Regions from separate parts of the Muntiacus reevesi genome. Here region 1 is linked to region 2. A link is a contact called in public Hi-C data. All regions are on one chromosome and are shown on one strand. The core of a region is the stretch at or near the end of the contact, and the rest is flanking DNA. Distances in the headings are between cores, read along the strand shown.

Region 1 (3,039 bases), core at 69-2,568, 530 kb after region 2:
CAAGTGGGGAAATACCACCCGCCCCGCGCCCTCGGCTCCAGACAGCTGGCTCGGTTCACCCGGCCTCCTGGGTCCTAGCATCCCTGGCATTCCCGTCCGAGCCCTAAACTTCAGCCCACTTTCCTCAGAGGCTGGGAGCGAGCGTCCGAGTCCGCCCGGCTCGCGGCAGCCACCGTCACTAGACAGTCAAACCCCAAGACGTCAGCCCACAATGCACCGGGCGGGCCGGGAAAGACGCGCCGGGGAGGGAGGGGGAAGAGAGGGGCGCTAGTCGCTCGGAGGGGGGTTGGGGGGAAGGAGGAGAAAGAAGGGCCCAACTGTAGGAGGGCAACGGAGCATTACCTCATCCCGTGAGCCTCCGCGGGCCCAGAGAAGAATCTTCTAGGGTGGGGTCTCCATGGCGACGGGTGGGCCCGCCCCCCTGAGGGCGACGCGAGCCAATGGGAAGGCCTTGGGGTGACATCATGGGCTATTTTTAGGGGTTGACTGGTAGCAGATAAGTGTTGAGCTCCGGCTGGATAAGGGCTCAGAGTTGCACTGAGTGTGGCTGAAGCTGTGAGGCGGGAGTGGAGGTGCGCGGACGCAGGCAGGCAGACAGGCATAGTCAGTCGGGAAGGACTGCAAATCCTATTTTCCAATTTCTCTCCAACTGCCCGGAGCTAGCGCTTGTGGCTCCCGGCCTGGTGTTTGAGGAGCGCCGGGAGAGCCCCTACTCCAGCCGCCCCCAGGCGGAGAGCCCCGCTGCGCGGGCGCTGCTGACAGCGCGGAGAGCGGCCACTGTCCGCCCGGGGAAGTCCGGAGAGCGGCTGCAGCGGCAAGAACTTTCCCGGCCAGGAAGACAGGGGACAAGTGGCCGCCGGGTCCCGGAACGAACTTTTGCAAACCTTGCCTCCGCCCGAAGCTGCCGCGGCGGCGGTGAAGAAAAGGAGGCGGCGGAGAGAGGAGAACGTGCGCTCCGCTTCGCTCACACCGGTTGCTGAACTTGGGCGAGCGCTAGCCGCGGCTGCCGGGCGCCCCCTCCCCCTCGCAGCGGAGGAGGGGACAGTCTTCCGAGTCGGAGCGGTGGACACCCGCCGCCGGCCGGCCACCGCGGGATCCGCGCTCCCTGCTACCACCGGAAAGCGAGTTCGTCCGCGGGCTCTGAGGAACCGCTGCGCTCGAGAGAGCTCCGTGAGTGACCGCGACTTTTCAAAGCCGGGCGGCGCGCGCGAGCGGACAATTAAGAGCGCGGGTGGCGTCTTAACCCTGCGATCCCCCGGACCGAGCTGGTGAGGAGGGCGCCGGGGGGGCTGCCAGCCGGCGGGGGCGCGCGCTCTTCCAGAAACTTTCCTTGCTTACCGCCCGAAGAGGCGCGGGTGTCCCCCGCTTGCCAGCGCGCTGTTGCGGCCCCGAAACTTCTGCGCGCAGCCTGAACTAAGCCCACGCGAAGTGACGGACTGTTCTATGACTGCAAAGATGGAAACGACCTTCTACGACGATGCCCTCAACGCCTCGTTCCTCCAGTCTGAGAGCGGCGCCTACGGCTACAGTAACCCCAAGATTCTGAAGCAGAGCATGACCCTGAATCTGGCCGACCCGGTGGGCAGCCTGAAGCCGCACCTCCGGGCCAAGAACTCCGACCTCCTCACCTCGCCCGACGTGGGGCTTCTCAAGCTGGCCTCGCCCGAGCTGGAGCGCCTGATCATACAGTCCAGCAACGGGCATATCACCACCACGCCGACCCCCACCCAGTTCCTGTGCCCCAAGAACGTGACGGACGAGCAGGAGGGATTCGCCGAGGGCTTCGTGCGCGCCCTGGCCGAACTGCACAGCCAGAACACGCTGCCCAGCGTCACGTCGGCGGCGCAGCCGGTCAGCGGGGCGGGCCTCGTGGCCCCGGCGGTGGCCTCGGTGGCGGGTGGCAGCGGCAGCGGCGGCTTCAGCGCCAGCCTGCACAGCGAGCCGCCGGTCTACGCCAACCTCAGCAACTTCAACCCCGGCGCGCTGAGCAGCGGCGGCGGGGCGCCCTCCTACGGCGCGGCCGGCCTGGCCTTTCCCGCGCAGCCCCAGCAGCAGCAGCAGCAACCGCCGCAGCCGCCACACCACCTGCCCCAGCAGATCCCGGTGCAGCACCCGCGGCTGCAGGCCCTGAAGGAGGAGCCGCAGACGGTGCCCGAGATGCCCGGGGAAACGCCGCCCCTGTCCCCCATCGACATGGAGTCCCAGGAGCGGATCAAGGCGGAGAGGAAGCGCATGAGGAACCGCATCGCTGCCTCCAAGTGCCGGAAAAGGAAGCTGGAGAGGATCGCGCGGCTGGAGGAAAAAGTGAAAACCTTGAAAGCGCAGAACTCGGAGCTGGCGTCCACGGCCAATATGCTCAGGGAACAGGTGGCCCAGCTTAAACAGAAAGTCATGAACCACGTTAACAGCGGGTGCCAACTCATGCTAACGCAGCAGTTGCAAACGTTTTGAGGCGAGACTGTCGGGGGCTGAGGGGCAACGGAGAAAAAATATAAATAACACAGAGAGACAGATTTGAGAACTTGACAAGTTGCAAGAGAGAAACAGAGAAAAAAAAAAAAGTGTCCGAGGACTAAAGCCAAGGGTATCCAAGTTGGACTGGGTTGCGTCCTGACGGCGCCCCCAGTGTGCACGAGTGGGAAGGACTTGGCGCGCCCTCCCTTGGCAAGGAGCCAGGGAGCGGCCGCTCGCGGGCTGCCCCGCTTTGCGGAGGGGCTGTCCCCGCGCAAACAGAACGTTAGACTTTTCTTTAACATTGACCAAGAACTGCATGGACCTAACATTCGATCTCATTCAGTATTAAAGGGGTGGGGTGGGGGAGGGGGTTGCAAACTGCAATAGAGACTGTAGATCGCTTCTGTAGTACTCCTTAAGAACACAAAGGGGGTGGGGGAGGGGAGGCGGGAGGGAGGTTTGTGAGAGCGAGGCCCAGCCTGCAGATGAGCTCTTTCTGGCCTGCCTTCCATAACTGTGTATGTACATATATATATTTTTTAATTTGATGAAAGCTGATTACTGTCAATAAACAGCTTCATGCCT
Region 2 (2,904 bases), core at 335-2,834:
AACAATTAACACAGACTGAAAGAAGGTCCAGTCTCCACCCAGTAAACTTAACTTCACCCAGAAAGACACAGATCTCTACCCTCTGGGTTAGTTCCTTCTCCCAATACACATGTTTTGACTTCCAAATCCAGCAGTGAGGCTCCCTTCCCCTCAAAATCAATCTCCAGGCCTTCTTACCCTCTGGGTTCCTTCAATCATCCTTAATAAAGTGTTTTCTGAGCCTGCCACCAGGAAGTCCTCCTTACCTGATACCTCTAAGAGTCAGGCCAGTGGCCACCAGGTCAAAAACCAAAGACAGTACCTCATTAACAGGAGACTCCCAGAAGACCAGGAGGCAGCCAGAAGGCTGTAAGACCCAGCTGGCAGCTTAAGAAGTACAACTTCAGGATGCACATTTGGTGGATTATAAGGAAGAGGGGAAAAGCAAGCAAAATAGAACAGAACTCTACCCTCTATACACCAGCCACAATATAAAAGGCAGCCTGCCTTCTATCTCACTGCTCTGAGATTCAAAAGCATCATCACTTCCTCCCCCTAACACCGTATTTTAAAAATTAATCTAATGATGACTGCTTTTCAATATTTTGGAAATGACTCTTTAGAGGGGAAATCAGAGACTCTTTAGAGACAAATGTTAAGACATGAAAAGTGCTTTAGTGGAACATAGTCAAGGATTAGGGAAATTCACCATTTTGCATCTTGTTCTTAAAAAGAAAGGTCATTAATAAAAATGGAAAGATACTCCCAGGCCGTTTCTACCCAGGATAACTGTAGCCAAAGAGCATTATACCATCTAATCTAAACTGCACCTCAAATATTATCATAAGTTGCTGAAAGCGTTGAAAGCTTCAAGCAACACAGGTTTTAAAATGCCTTACAGTAGCCAGATTGAAATTAAAAGGCTCAAAAATGCCTAAGTGAAAGTCGCTCAGTCGTGTCCGACTCTTTGCGACCCCATGCACTATACAGTCCATGGAATTCTGCAGGCCAGAATACTGGAGTGGGTAGCCTTTCCCTTCTCCAGGGGATCTTTCCAACCCAGGGATCAAACCTCGGTCTCCCGCACTGCAGGCGGACTCTTTACCAGGAAATATCCTGAAATAAGGTGGTAGAGGGCCCTGGGTGGATGGGGGTAGAGAGAGCAAATTAACATAATTAACTGGATAGTGACTGCAGAGGACCAGACATCTCAGGCAGCATGGGGGAATACAGTAAAGGCCCACCCGTCTCTTGAGTGGCCGGACGCCTCACCCAGGAGTGAACACAAGGGACTCAACAAGATCTCGGAGGCCAAGGGCCCGGCTGGCGCTGGCGTTAAGGCTCAGGCGGTCAGAGGAGGAAGTGGAGCGGCGACTGCGGGAAAGGGGAGGGAGGCTTGGGCCAGATACGCTCTCTGGTTGGAGAACGTTGGCGCTGCAAGCCTGCGCTTCTGTTAAAGCCCCTGGTATACACGTGGGACTGAGAGGAGGGTCACTTACTTGTCCAATCTGAAATTACATTTTAGCTATCAGGGCTCTGCAGGTTGCCAAGCGGAGCACCACCGAGCCTGGACTGGGCGGTCCACCCGAGCAGCTGAGGCCCCGCCCCGCGCGCGGCCCCGCCCCCTCGGGGCCCTTGTAAAGCGTGCCGCGATTGGCCCTTTGAACCGGGCCGGGGATTGGCCCCCGCCTGCTCCTGCGGTCAAGCGGCCCCGGCGAGAGGTGCAAACCTCGGTCTCTAACAGGTTCTTCCACCCTCTCAGGGACTTTTAAGGCCTGAAGTGGGCGGTGTCCTCTCAGGCCGCGAGTTTTCTGCTCTGCAGGCTCTTCTAGCAGAATTTTTCCACGCAAACTCTCCGTAGCCGCTGGTGGGTATGTGTGTCCAGCGTGTATCCTGTAACTTTGCGTTTAAACAGTGCACCAGGACTCATGCAGACAGTTGCTAAAATAAAGTGGTGGTGGTTTAGTCGCTAAGTCGTGTTCGACTCTTGCGACCCCATGGACTGTGGCCTGCCAGACTCCTCTGTCCATGGGATTTTCCAAGGCAAGAATAGTGGAGTGGGTTGCCATTTCCTTCTCCAGGGCATCTTCCTGATCCAGGAATCGCACCTGGGTCTCCTGCATTACAGGCAGAGTCTTTACCGACTGAGCTAAGAGGGAAGCCCTTCAATTACTATTTATCAAATGTTTTTAGTTTGTGCCATATCCTATTCCTGATACTTTATTTAAATTTACTTATCTAATTTTGTGAGCAACCATCAGAAGAAGTGTCACAGTTTGTAAATCTACAAATGGGTCCCAGCCTCTAAGGAAATTACAGTCCGGTGGGTCCTGGATACACATATCTCATTTAATCTTCACTATCCTTACATTTCCAGTTAGCTCGGTCCTATTTGTCCCTAGTTTACAGATGCAGGGAATCCGAAACGTTTTTCAGCTTGTTTTGAAACACCCAGTAAGTAACAAGAGGGAAGATTCCACAAACTTAGCTTAAACCTGAGCCACGTATTTTGAAAAGTCAGGCTCCCAGGCTGATGGGACTGGCATTTGGAAGGAAATTTATCAAGCCTAAATTCTTTATTTTCCTAGAAAAGGAGACTGAGGCACAGTAAAAGGAAGTGGTTGTCCAAGGACACGCCGGCTCTGAGAGGTAAGCCTAGGTAATCACTGTGCTTTCCCTGAACTGGAGTGTGTGCCGTGTGTGTGATAGTCACTCCGCTCTCCTCATAACTACCCCAAATACATGTTCTTCTCTTGGTCTTACAGGGGAGGATACTGGCTCAGTGAGGCTGAGGCCGCGTGATTAGTTCCTAGGGCTCCTGGGTTGGGGTTGTCAGGAGGAAGTTCTTTTCTACCCTCCTTGGTTCTTCTGGCTAATCTAAGAATTAAATTTACAGATCTATGGGAGAAAACCAAATAAAAGTTT

The links. A called contact is a pair of places that touch in the nucleus more often than the background predicts.
Region 1: a Hi-C map of muscle shows a contact between it and region 2, with 7 times the contacts expected there. The contact joins the promoter of JUN here to the promoter of FGGY in region 2. A contact is called at or near these places in 2 of 3 Hi-C or Micro-C datasets (blood and muscle).

The regions. Positions count from the first base shown.
Region 1 is chr1:146,389,869-146,392,907 of mMunRee1.1, forward strand. It overlaps JUN (Jun proto-oncogene, AP-1 transcription factor subunit), which reads left to right and starts at 1,319. Exons shown (of 1, transcript XM_065912073.1): 1 at 1,319-3,039. The coding sequence starts at 1,444. The coding sequence ends at 2,451.
Region 2 is chr1:145,859,095-145,861,998 of mMunRee1.1, forward strand. FGGY (FGGY carbohydrate kinase domain containing) reads right to left here and starts at 1,585. Exons shown (of 16, transcript XM_065912007.1): 1 at 1,479-1,585. It overlaps LOC136164032 (a long non-coding RNA gene), which reads left to right and starts at 1,740. Exons shown (of 3, transcript XR_010662317.1): 1 at 1,740-1,846; 2 at 2,568-2,628.